Linked DNA regions of Mus musculus: region 1 is linked to region 2. A link is a contact called in public Hi-C data. All regions are on one chromosome and are shown on one strand. Each heading gives the region's core, a stretch centred on a gene start, on an enhancer-like site or on the middle of the called end of the contact. The rest is flanking DNA. Distances are from core to core; before and after follow the strand shown.

What was found. Hi-C and Micro-C count contacts between places; a contact is called where the count stands out from the background.
Region 1: a contact with region 2 is called in a Hi-C map of muscle stem cells, with 2.2 times the contacts expected there. The contact joins two enhancer-like sites. A contact is called at or near these places in 11 of 484 Hi-C or Micro-C datasets (cerebral cortex, cortical neurons, embryonic fibroblasts and 6 more) and 1 of 115 datasets of contacts at active chromatin or transcription factors (a colorectal cancer cell line).

The regions. Positions count from the first base shown.
Region 1 is chr9:60,232,856-60,239,537 of GRCm38.p6, forward strand. All of the region lies in intron 7 of Thsd4 (thrombospondin, type I, domain containing 4), which reads right to left. Among named protein-coding and RNA genes, the nearest start is that of 2010001M07Rik, 98 kb to the right of the region's middle. Within about 2 kb of position 1,511, at least 60 of the 459 cell types and tissues checked have an H3K27ac peak or open chromatin away from gene starts, as enhancers often do. A contact at or near this core is called in muscle stem cells, where this site is marked.
Region 2 is chr9:60,023,299-60,030,077 of GRCm38.p6, forward strand. All of the region lies in intron 8 of Thsd4 (thrombospondin, type I, domain containing 4), which reads right to left. Among named protein-coding and RNA genes, the nearest start is that of Gm7616, 75 kb to the left of the region's middle. Within about 2 kb of position 1,348, at least 39 of the 459 cell types and tissues checked have an H3K27ac peak or open chromatin away from gene starts, as enhancers often do. A contact at or near this core is called in muscle stem cells, where this site is marked.

The DNA.
Region 1 (6,682 bases), core at 261-2,760, 210 kb after region 2:
ACCGAAAGCAAGCTCTAGGCATGTCTGTGATGGAGTTTCTAGACTGGGTCAACTGAGGTGGGAAGACCCACACTACATGTGGGCAGCACCATCCCCTAGGCTAGAACATAAAGGGACACCATGAGACTACCTGTCTCAAGCTCTCCATACCATGCTTTCGCTGCCACTGTAACTATGAGCAGAAATACATCTGTCCTTCCTTAAGTTGCTTTGCCCAGTATTTTGTCATAACAAAAGGAATAGATACTGATAAAATGGACCTAGCTGAAGAGATGAGCTGCGGCACACACCTTTAATCCCAGCACTCGGGAGGCAGAGGCAGGCAGATCTCTGAGTTCAAGGCCAGCCTGGTCTACAGAGTGAGTTCCAGGACAGCCAGGGCTATACAGAGTAACCCTGTCTCGGAAAAAAAAAAAAAAAAAAAACCAACAACAACAACAAAAAAAGACAGAGGCTCCTCCCATCTAGGAAGCAAGTGACCTACAGGAAAGCTGGGTGCTACCTCCCCATGCTCTCCTCCAAAGCAGCACATCACTGAAACACAAGACACCGTCCCTAGGTCTAAATGATAAGCCCCTTACTGTGATGCCGGAATGGCTAGTTTTATGTCAACTCAATACAAGCTAGAGTTATCTGAAAGGAAGGAACCTCAGTGGAGAGAATGCCTCCAGAAGATGTAGCTGTAAGGCATTTTCTTCATTAGTGATTGGTGAGGTAGGGGGCTCAGCCCAGTCCATTGGCAAGGTGTCATCAGTGGACTGCTGGTCTTAGGTTCTATAAGGAAGCAAGCTGAGAAAACCATGGGGAACAAGCCAGTAAGCAGCTCTCCTCCATGGCCACCACTTCAGTCCCTGCCTGCAGGTTCCTGTCTTGTTTGAGTTCCTGTCCTGACTTCCTTCCATACATGGTGTTTAGTAGCAGCATTAGAAATGCTAGCTCCACAGAGGTTCATACAGCTTGCACCTTTGCTTCCGTGGTGCTGCTGGTGAACACGTTCCTCCCTCCAGCAGCCAAGGCTTCAGTTAGAGCTTTCTCCTCTCCCAGTACACAGCCTCCCCAGCAAGCTCACCCAGGGAACAGAAGTGGAAAAGCTTTGTGTGGGTAAAGAGAAGACACCTTACCACGGAGGGTCCAAAGGGGTCTGGCTTGAAAGAGAACACACACCTCTCTTCTCTGTCCCTTTAAGTGAGTTTTGGGGAACTTAGTTATTCCAACGGACTAAGTCTTAGCAATGGATTTGAATTTATTTGGTTGTTCTCTGGCATGAACTGAGTGCCAAGGATTGCTGATCAGAGAGAGAGACAGAGACAGAGACAGAGACAGAGACAGAGACATGTGGAGAAAGCCTTCATTTTAATTTCCAATCACCTTCCGGGCCACTCCAAACGAATTTTAACAGCCGAGCTTTTCCTGGGACATTTTTCCTTTGAACTCCCAGACTTCCCTTTACTGCCGTTGCTGTAATATGAACCAGATTTCTTTCCCTCCCTCTTGTTTGCTTAAAAGGCGTTAACTATAAATTAGAGTGTCTGAAGAGCGAGGTGTCACTCGTGGGGCCTGGGCTCCTCAGGCCCTGGAGCCTCATGGCTGGGAGGGAGGCCAGGCTGCCCCTCTCTTTGGCAGCCAGGCTCCCAGACCCAGGCCAGGGCTGATCTCACCCTCCCTTTCAAAGCTATCCAGTTACATCAACATACTCACTGCCTTGTTTGAATTGAGCATTAAACCATATTCCTCTTTCTTTTTTTCTTCAAACTCCTGTCCTAGAGGAGCAGAAAGGAGAGTTTTAAACACACACTTCTGCTGAGCTATTTTCCATGGGATGCCTTTGTTCTAATGAACCTTCACCCTGTATCTTTCATGGTGTGTGTGTGTGTGTGGTATGTTCACATGTGTTCAGGGGCACATGCCCATACATATGTGGGAGGACAGAGAACACTGGATGCCATGGTCTGCTAGGTTTTTCCTTGAGTCAGGGTTTCACATGGAACCTTGAGCTAGGTTAGTGGGCCAAGAAGCCCAGCAATCTTCCCATCTCCACTCCCAACAGTGCTGCGGTTCCTGGTATATTCTTGGCCACGCCTGGCTTTTCCCCATGAGTGCTACAGGTCTGAACTCAGGACTTTGTACTTGCACAGTACAGCAAGTGTTCTGACTTGCTCAGCCCCTGTCCTAACCCTGGTGTTAATTATTAAAATGTGTGTATCCATTAAGAGTCTGATGGGAGCAACTGCCTCAATTGCATGCACTTCCCTCTTTCTGGATCAGGAAAGCAGTCATCCACATACAGACCACCATGGCTTAGCTGTTTTTATGGTACCCAGACTCATAGCTGTCCCTCAGTTCAAACTGTAGAAAACAGTCACTGAGTAGCAAGGATGTTCAGTGGGTGTGAGTGGGGAGGCAGAAAGCAGAGAAAACTCTGGTGTCTTTTCTTTCTTTTTAAAGTTTATCTTATTATTTTATATGTGGATGTTTTACCTGCATGTATGTGTATGTACCACATACATGCCTGGTACTCAAAGAAAACAGAAGAGGGTATCAGATGCCCCTAGTCCTGGCTGCCATGTGGGTGCTGGTAGTTGATTTTAGGTCCACTAGAAGAGCAGGCAGTGCTCTTAACCTCAAAACCATCTTTGCAGCCCCTCCAGTATCTTTTCTTAAAAGAACATTTAACCTAAATAGCTTGCTCAGGGCTTCCTATCAAAATACCATCCAATTGAAGAGCATCTTTGATGTATGAAATGCATCTTTTTGAGAGTAGAAGAAGGGGAGGCACAGGGATTCAGAGATTAAAAAAAGCAGAAGGAGAGATTGACGAGCAGGAAGAGGCAGGAGGGAAGACTGGAGACTGCCAGCCATCCACTGTGAACATACCTAGTTACAGAGACCATGGCTGAGAGAAATGAGGTAAGGGCAGAAGTGTTGCCTAAAGCCATGGGCATATTCCATAACACTATGGCCAACAAGAGCCTGCAGAAAAGAGTCAGGACTGACACCCTTTCTCTGTGATCCTAGTACCTTAAGGTTTCCCAGGATACACTGGCCCACACTCTGATTCCACCCAAGGAAACAGTCAGAGAGTGGAAAGGAAGGGACTTTTGAGCAGGAAGGAAGACCCCTGAGAGTGCAGGGTATCCAAGAGCACGAGTCAGCACGGAAGAGATCTGGAAGTCAGAAACTGACAACTGACTTAAAGAAGAAGTGGCCTCCCTGCCTCGTGCCCTTGTCTACATTACATCTGTCAGGTAGAGAAAGGGGGCTATGAGCGACTTAGCTCACTTATGAATATGTGCTAGCTCACGGACTCCAACATGTGGCTAAGTCCTACTTCTTACACTACATTCGGTGCAGGAATGACTGGTTCCATCTCAGATGTTCTGGGACCAGAAACTGCTTGTCTACACGGCAGCAAAGTTGGATGTGAACTGGAATGTTCTGGGCCCGGGCTCAGTGTGCTTCCTGATGGCCGCCTGTTCTGCTAGCCCCGGTTTTCACTGTGCAGGCACAGCTCTGCCGGGTGGAAATGAGAACAAGAATGGGTGTCTCGCTGCCTCCTGCAGAGCCCTGGCAGGGTAAGCTCCCCACCCCACCCCGTGCTTGTCTTCTACTCCAGCTGTTTGGTGGCACTTGAGGCCCTGCAGTGGTGACAGGCACACTATTCCCTTGAGTTTTCAGACACACTGCTGGATGTATTTGTCTCAAGTCCAAACTCTCCTTCCCTGTTTCTGCCTTTAATTTCATCTGAGTTTAATATCCGTATCTCCCTTAGGCTGCTCACTGCCATGATGGAGAACTGTCCACTGTCAGGGCCCCATCCCACTGTGGTACCACTTTGATGCTATGTGTAGCTTCTTTCTACTTTTAACCTTAAGTGAGTTTTTTTTTTTCCTGTCTGCAAAGGCTTTGATGAAATGTGTGGCAAGCTGACCACAGAATAAGGTAAAGACTGGCTACTGATATTTCTTTTTTTTCTCTTTCTTTCTTTCTTTCTTTCTTTCTTTCTTTCTTTCTTTCTTTCTTTCTTTTCTTCTTCTTCTTCTTCTTCTTCTTCTTCTTCTTCTTCTTCTTCTTCTTCCTCTCCCTCTTCCTCTTCCTCTTCCTCTTCCTCCTCCTCCTCCTCCTCCTCCTTCTCTTCTTCCTCCTCCTTCTCCTCCTCCTCCTCCTTCTCCTCTTCTTCCTCCTCCTCCTCCTTCTCCTCCTCCTCTTCTTCTTCCTCCTCCTCCTCTTCTTCTTCTTCCTCCTCCTCCTTTTCTTCTTCCTCCTCCTTCTCCTCCTCCTCTTCTTCTTCTTCCTCCTCCTCCTTCTCCTCTTCTTCCTCCTCCTTCTCCTTCTCCTCCTCCTCCTCCTCTCCTTCTCTTCCTCCTCCTCCTCCTCCTCCTCCTCCTCCTCCTCCTCCTCCTCCTTCTTTTGAGAGACAGGTTCTCAGGTATCCCAGGAAATCCCTGAACTCCTTATATAGTTGAGGATGACTGCGAACTCCAGATCCTCTTTGTAGCCAAGTGCTGAACCATTACCACCACATCCTGTTCATGGGACACCTAAGAATCCAGGGCTTTGTGCATGCTAGGTGGCCATTCTACCAACCGAGCTACATCACCAGCTGCCCCCATGGATCTTACATAAGCACGACTGTGTTCCATATACTCTCACCATCTAGACAGGGAAGTCCTAATATGGCAGTTCTCTTCTGTGGTGACCATGTCAGACTATGTGACAAATGGAAGAGAGTTCTCTGCGTGCCTTGCTAGTGCTGAGGCCTCCAGGAAGAATTGGCCGGTCTGTGTCCTTCTTTGCCTGCATGGCTGCAGGGAGGCAGAGGATGGAGTCTACACAGGCACTGGATGTGTTTACAGACAGTCCTCAGGTTTCACCACCTCTCCTTTGACCGAATCCGTTCACCCAGCCACACTTGAGAGCCACTAATTCTGAACTTTTCACCACCTTTATTGGAGAATTTGTGATTTCTTAGGCAGTTAAAAGGTTATCCATCCCTGTATGAGCTCCACTTGGTGTGCGGGCGCCATCTAGGTGTGAGTGAGGGTGTCTGCAAGGCTCTTCCATGGGCAAAGTCTTTCCTTCCTGTTTCTAGAACTCTCCATCCAGAGAAAGCAAGAAAGACCATGACTGACACCTCCATGGTTTGACTTTATCTAGCATGCAAGGTAACTGTGGTTTTCTGGTTTTGAAGAGTCTGTCATGTAAGGTTGGAAAAATAAGTTAATAAATCCAGTTGTTATTATGTCAAAAAAATTTTATGTGCACTAAAACCATTCCTTCCCTCAAATGATGCAAAAGTTCTACTGAAAGTTAAGGGTAGGTTGTTTCCTAAAAGGTTTGTGTCACTAAAATATCTGATTTTGTCTTGGGTGAAAGGCAAATCTATGGACCCCAGTCTTTCCAGATGTGTTGTCTACATTCTTAGAGTGGTGTATATTCTAGTTAGCTTAAACTGTCAACTTGATACAGCCTAGAGTCATCTGAGAAGGGAGCCTCAACTGAGAGATTTCCTATATCAGATTGACCTCTGGATTTATCTGAACCAAGGAAGGCTGTCTTGATTGACATGGGGTGGGGGTGGGGGCTATCCCACTGTGGGTGGCACCATTCCCTAGGCAGGTAGTTCTAAATAAGAGAGCTAGCCTATGAGTGAACTTTTTTTTCTTTTAAAATGGTTTTGCTTCAAGTTCATGCCCTGATTTCCCTCAGTGATGGACTGTGACCTGGAAGTGAAAGCCCAATAAATCCTTTCCTCCCTTAATTTGCTTTTGGCATGGTGTTTGTCAAAGCAAGAGACAAGAAAGTAAAATAGCGGGTCATATGACATAAGCCATTCTTATAAGGACCATGTGTAATCCTTGCTATTATTTGAGTTCAAGCAAGTGTAAGAAATAAAGTTAAACCATCTTAAGACTCTTTGGAGCAGGGCTAGAGAGATAGCTGTTTTTCCAGAAGACCTGAATTCAACTCCCAGCACCCACATGGGGGCCTATAACCATATATAGTAATGTTTTCAGGGTTATATATAATGATATATAAATATGTTAAATATGTTTCATAATTCAAGTTTCAGGGGATCTGAAACTCTTCTGTCACCGTGGCACCAGTCATGTATGGGGTACATAGACATATTTGCTAGTAAATATTCATGCACATAAATAAAAATAATAAATCATTTTTAAAAGACTCTTTGGAAGTGACACTACCTAAGTGTATAAACAACAGCCAACTACTCTTAGTCCCTAACAGAACCATGACAACGCCTTGTGGGTTCCAAACAAACAAACTCATGTCTGGCTAATAGGATGCAACTGCAGGTCTGGGGGGTAGAGGGATCAAGACAGCTGCTGTTGATCCTTGGAAAGACACTGTCCATGGACAGCAGTTATACCAGTGGTTCTCAACCTTCCTGACGCTGTGACTACAGTTCCTCATATTGTGGTGACCCCATCATAATATTATTTTTATTGCTACCTCCTAACTGCAATTTTGCTACTGTTATGAATTGTAATGCAAATATCTGTGTTTTCAGATAGTCTTAAAGGTGACCCTGTAAAAGGGTCAACCCCACAGGTTGAGAACCGCTGCTTAAAACCCTTCCTCCTGTCTGGTCCTGGGCTCAGTGGAATAGAATAGTCAGTGAGTGCTCATGAGACCATGTGGTCACACACTGCAAATGCAGGGT
Region 2 (6,779 bases), core at 98-2,597:
AAAAAAAAGCAAAAACCTCAACAACAACCCACACTAGCACAAACCCCAGCAACTCACAATCTAGAAGCCATGTTTTATCACTGTTACAACTTTTACCTACGTTGGATTTGAGCTCTCTGGGTACATCTCTGGAGACATTCTCTCACAGACAGCCACCTTAGGTGCTATAGCCCTGGGCTCTGCTTCTGTCTTGTGCCAACAGTATTGGGCCAGGCAAAACTGACACGAAGAGATCTGGGGAGAGAGCCCGGTGGGTGAGAGCGCTTGCTGTGTGAGCTTGTGGCCCCGAGTCTGAGTGACAGCATCTATGTGAAAAACTGGCCATCGGTGCACATGCTGGTAACCTCAGCACTAAGGGGAAGCAGGGACAGGAGGGTGGCTGTTGCTTGCTGGTCACCTACATGGCTCCAGGTTTAGTGAGATATCTTGCCTCAAGGGAATAAGGCAGAAAATGACAGAGCAGGACACCCAATGTCTTCCCCCAGCCTCCACATACATGCACACACACACACATACACACAAACACACATGGAGAGGCACACAAGACACACATGCACACATGAACACACTCATAGATACAACTACAGACACATACACAAGCACACACAGACACACATGCAGAGATATACAAGACATGCATGCACATACACACACACACACAAAGACACACAGATATACACAGATACAACTGCAGACTCACAAGCAGACACATATACAAACACATACAGACACACACACACAGACACACATGCAGAGACACACAAGACACACATGCACACACACACAAAGTTATACACAGATACAACCGCAGACACACAAGCAGACACTGACACACACAGACAAACAGATATACACACATAGACACACACACACTGACAGAAGATGCAGATACACACAAAGATATACAGGGAAAGACAGACACACATACAGAGATATACATGCACAGACACACAAAGACACACACACACATAGATACACACCAATAAATAAATTCATGAATAGTGACTGGAAGAAGGCTCGGGAGGACTACCACAAAACTTCAACGAGAAGCCATATGTCCCTGTAAGACCGGAGCTTCTACAGCAGAAATAAAACCCCAGGAGAAAACTGGATTTTAAAGGCACCAAGAACGTTTCTTATACAACCCACTGGTTATTCCTAAGCACTGAAAAGAATCATGTTGGGAACTGACACCATGAAATCGTTCTTATTTGAAAGACATTTGTTTGGGAAAATGATGCTTTCTCCAAGCAAAATGTTAGCTCGCCTGGTTAGACGCTAATCACAGTATTTATTACTAAAAGCCAGCCTGGAATCTTGGCTTGAATTCTTAGAAGCCGATGAGTCAGGGTGGAAATTACCTATTCAACCCGAGGCCACTAAGCTAAATGTTGATCTGATAACTGCTTGTTTCAAAAGGGCCCAAGAGATAAGAAAGAAGCCTGTGACAGGATACAAACCAAACTGGGTTTAAACCCAGGGCTCTGATCATGGAGTGATGTCAGAATGCCTGTCACAGGGCCTGGAACTTCAGAGGGAGTGATCTGTGGGGATAAAGGGCCAGTTGTCTTGGCTCCTCAATTAATGACGCCCCTGCTCTTTTGATATCTACAATGTTTACATGTTGGTTTAATTAAAATATTTGGAAGCCGAAGTTCAGCATCAGGAGAGAAATCATGCATTTGATGCGTGGCTTAGTGTGCTTAAGTTTGATTATGGAATCTGTCCTTCCGAGCAAACCTTACCCCGTAGTCCATCTTCCTTTAGCCCCCCTCCCCCCAGACCACCAGCTGGTTTGGCTGCTCCAAATCAACAGCCTGCTTGTCAGCTGCTGCATGGCCTGACTCTTGGGGGTTTTGGGTGGATCCCTCTGGAGGATTTTCCACAAAAATGTAAATTCCAACTGTCAACAGGTCATGACCTCAGCTTTGATCTCTCCAGCCTCCACGGGGTTATCTTCTGTCATGCATCCCATTCTCTCCCACCTCCAACCTTCTCACAGCCAGCTCCCCATCCCCCCCCCCCGACCCCCCCTTAAAAAGGGAAAGGGAACTGTGTCTTGCCTTGGGCCTGGGACTCTTAAATCTTTCCCCTCCTCTGTTGTCATGCATCCTGGATAGCATTCCCCTGTACCTTGCCTTGTCCCTGCTCTCTGGCTGGATCCATCTGCCTCTTTGCCCAGGCACCATATCTGATCTTAACCACTGGTGCTAAGACTTAAGCTGCCCTTTCTTGAATCTCTTTTATCTCTGACCTTGGTCTCGTCTCTGACCTAATCCTTGGTCCCTCTCTCCTGCAGTTGCTATGGGATTGTAGGAAGGCAGATGCTCCCCACACAGTGCACACACAGTGAGTTCTGGAGCCTCTAGTTCCCCACGCTGAGCTATGACTTGGGCAGTATCAACTATACACACTGGAGAGATGACCCCGAGTGGTGGCACTGTGTTTCCCATCACCTGCTAGAATCTCCCTGCCCATTTAATAAACGCCGTCCCAAACTGTACACATCGTTTTCTCTCCCATACTCACTTTCTCTTGGTCACTGACCTAGTGTCTCCCCAGTCAGTGATGGTTTCCCTGGCTCTTCGTTCATGCTTCACATCTAATTGATTCTAATTCTCCCCACTCCCATCTTCCTCACTCTGCCAAATGTGGCCCGTAATTGCTGCAGGCCGAGGCTGAGCCCACACTATGACCCACTTGAGTCTTGCCTAGCGATAAGGCCTCCTTTAGGTAACAGCTTGTTTGGAACCAGTCTTCACTGGCTTATCTGGCACAGACCAAGGTCACTCTCCAGCTTGCTACCTTTTCCTTAGCACATAACAAGGTGGTTCTCAACCTGTGGGTCGAGACCCCTCCAGGTCACGTATCAGACACCCTATACATCACATATTTATATTATGATTCGGAACAGGAGCAAAATCACACTTATGAAGTTACAATGAAATGACTTTAGGGTTGGGGATCAGCACAACATGAAGAACTGTATTAAAGGGTCACAGCATTAGGAAGGCTGAGAACCATGAGTTTAGATAGATACCGAGGAACTTCTGGAGTCTCTGGATGCTATCCGTCATCTTGACAGCTCTTCCCTAACCTACTGGTCCTTCAGTATTCACTGAAGCAGCACCCCCCACTCCCACCCCTACTTCAGTGTTCTTTGACCCTGCCTGCCTTCCATCTGGATTCCTGCAACATTTATGCAGCTCTTTAGGGCAAATGTCCTAATTACTTCCCTCCCTTATCAGGTAGACTGAATGCAAGTCTTGGAGTGTTGGACCCACATGCTGTTCTTTGTTTTCTTGCTTTGATCCTCTGTGTATACAGCAGGCACTCATGGCATGGCAGTTATTGAATGAGTATCCTGAAAACCCTCCTTCTGGATGAAAAGCTTACAAGTTTCTAACTTCCCTCTGGCCACCATCCTGACATAGGGTCAGGATGGCTCTGTCATTCTGAGAGGGAGGCCAAAGGGTGGGCCAGTTGGGTAGATGGACAGCTGATGGAGATGTTAATACACAAGGCACTGAAAAACTTCAGGACAAGTAAGTAGTATCTACAAATGTAAAGAGACAAAGGACTCTCCAGGAGTGGTAAGAGTGACACCCATCTTAGTTGCCTCCAGCAGATGGAGACCAGCTTCCACCGCTGAGCAATGCTTACAATAGAGGTTGAGCTGATGCCTCTGGAGAATGCAGGGTTGCCTATCTTTGGGGCTTTGGCTTTGCTGTGTGGTCAGCATTGGCATCCCTTCCCCTCATACAGGAAATGACTTCGAGAAATGGGGCTGTAACAAGTACTGGAAGACTCAGTTTTAGGAGTGCCTGGCTATGGTGGATGCAGGGGTCCCTTTAGTTTTGGCTCCCCAACTTCCCAGCCAGACCCTCCCCACCAGTCATAGCTTTCTGGTGTCTACTACTGTCATCTTTGGCCTCTGTTTTTCTCTTCTAAATTCTACCCATTCTTCAAGGCTTGAGACTTATACTCGGCTTCCTCCACCTCCCCTCTGAGGCTGCTCTTTAGAGCGCTCCTTTCTTCTTGATTAGAAACATGAAGTCACTTTGTACATCCTTCCCAGGCCAAGCACTTTAATCAGAGTCCACTCTGTCCTTGTCACTGTCCCCGTCACTGCTCATGTGTGTCTGAGCCAGGGCTGTTGTCATGGTACCATGCTCCTCCATTCATCAAATACACTGTAGTAGAGGCTCCGTCTAACTGGTCTTGGCCTGTCCAGGGCCAAGGGCCTGGTTCCTAGTATTCTGGATAAATGAAATGTTTATATAACAAAACAAACACTTAACTTACAACTGTAATTAGTATTAACTTGTGTGCCCTTTTCATCCAGTCCCAGTGTTTCTCACAATAGGTGATAACTGTAAGACAATGGCATTGCCAGGTGTGCTGGTACACACCTTTAATACCAGTACTCAGGAGGCAGAGGCCAGCCTGGTCTACATACCAGTTCCAAGCCATCTAGGATTACATAGTCAAACCCTGACTCAAAACAAACAAATGGAGGACACGTTCCCTATCAAACGGTAGGTTCCGAAGGTTCCCTGTCAAATGGTAGGCAAACAGAAGGCTGAAAGAGAGGAGGATGGGGGAGGGCATCTAATTTACAGAAGAGATTTGGGACTTGCCTGAGTGTGGAGAAAGAGCTGCTTTTGGGGAAGTGCAGAGAAGTCCATATGAAAGGCAGGGAAATCCTTTGTGGAAGTCCCCAGGTCAGAAGAACTTAGTTTAAAAAAGGAACCGGTAACTTTGGTTCTCATGAATATAAATGGCTGTATTCACCCTTCTGCAGCTGGGCAGGCAGAGGCCTGGCAAGAACATTCTGTGTAGCAGGAACAGCAGTTGGCTCTGATAAAACCTGAGAAACTTAATGAGTCTGAGCCCCATTCATGGTCTTAAATTGGATACTATTTATTAACGGTCCTTCCCTGGACCTCTTATTCCTCCTGTATAACATGCTAGCATTGAACTAAGAAAGATCTCCAAGGTCCCTTTAAGTGAAATGGTCTTTACAAAGATCCAATTTAATTAAAACAATAAATTGAAAATGATGAACTCAATTAAGAGTTTAAATAAGACGGTGAGTTCTAAGGCATCGGTGGCAACTTCCTCCCTTCTCTCATGGTGCTGCTCGAGGTTCCAGCTGAGGGCAGTGCTATTTGGGGGGCTGAGTCAGCTCCTGGGCAGCCAGGAGAGAGCAAGGGCACCTGACACCTGCAGAGTCACAGAGCCTTTCTTAGACAGTTCAGGAGCCTTGGATGAGAAAGAGGCTGGCAGGGTGTGTCTGTCTAAGACACCTTCCAGATTTGATTTATAAGCTGTGGAGCCCTCTCACCCCTGGTACTTTCATGCTCCATATGTTTTTATAAGAACAATTTCAATTTTTTAAATAACAGCAATAAATCAGGATCATTTTTTTTAAATTAAGTGTCCAAAATGAAATGGAAGTTTTCATTTCTCCGTTTCCTTAGTCTGAAAGTCACTTCATGTCACTAACACAGTCACCTCCAGCCACTGATCTCCCTAACCCAGACTTTGTTATGTATATAAATACAATGATACATAATTGCATTTAAAAAGTACTTGTTTCTGTTTTACATGTATGGGTATTTTGCAGGTATGTATGTCTGTAAACCACATGCGCACAGCACCTACTTAAGCCAGAAGAGGGTGTCTGACCGCTGGAGCGTGAGTTACAGACGGTTGTGATTGGCCATGTGGATGCTGGGAACTGAACTTGGGTCTTCTGAAAGATCAGCCAGTGCTCTTAACCAATAAGCCATGGCTCCAGCCCCTAAACAGTACATTTTAAAAATACACGGATGGGACGCTATACAATTTGTTTCATTCCAACATCATTTCAAAGTTCTTCATTAGATACAGAGGTGCTCCATTATTTTCAGGGCTAAGGAACACTTCACAATAGCATAGTTAGCATACACATCTAGCTAAACATCTTATTGTTTAGTTAGACTGCATTTCATTTTTTTTTTCAGTTTGTAACACCAGTTGCAATGAACATTCTTGTGTGCTCATATGATTATTTTTCCCTTTTCTTATTTTGAGAATATATGTGTATATATGCCTGTGCATGTAGGTATATGCATGCATGCCTCTCTATCTCTCTGTCTCTCTGTCTGTCTGTCTGTCTGTCTGTCTGTCTCTCTCTCTCTCTCTCTGTGTTTGTGTGTGTGTGTGTGTGTGTGTGTGTGTGTGTGTGTGTAGAGGTTAACCTTTGGTATCATTCCTCAGGACCCATCCACCTTTTTACCTCTTCACTCGTTATGCTGTTTTATTCTGTGTATATGCCTAAATATACGGGTATATGTATACAGGAGCTGGAGGTCAGCAGAGAGCATCAGGGATCCACCATGTAGTTGTGAACTGAACCTAGGCCCTCTGCAAGAGCAGTAAGTGTTGTTAACTGCAGAGTTATCTCTCCAACCCCCTACCTCCAAATATTGCTTTCTGAGGCAGAGTCTTTCACTGGGATCTGGAGCTTGCCGGACAGGCTGAGCAGGCTGGTGAGTGAGTCCCAGGAATCTTCCCGCGTATGCCTGTGTATGGCGGCGTGTACACCACATACCCACACACCTGGCTTTTATGTCAGAGCTGAGGATCACACCCAGGTCCTCATGCTTTGTAATAAGCGCTTTCCTGACTGAGGTAGCTCCTCAGCCCTCAACTGGCCCCTTCCCCAGTCAGAGTTTGCATGTTCAGGCAGAGTATGCTCCTGACACACTTCATGAGGACGATCAATGTTGCCT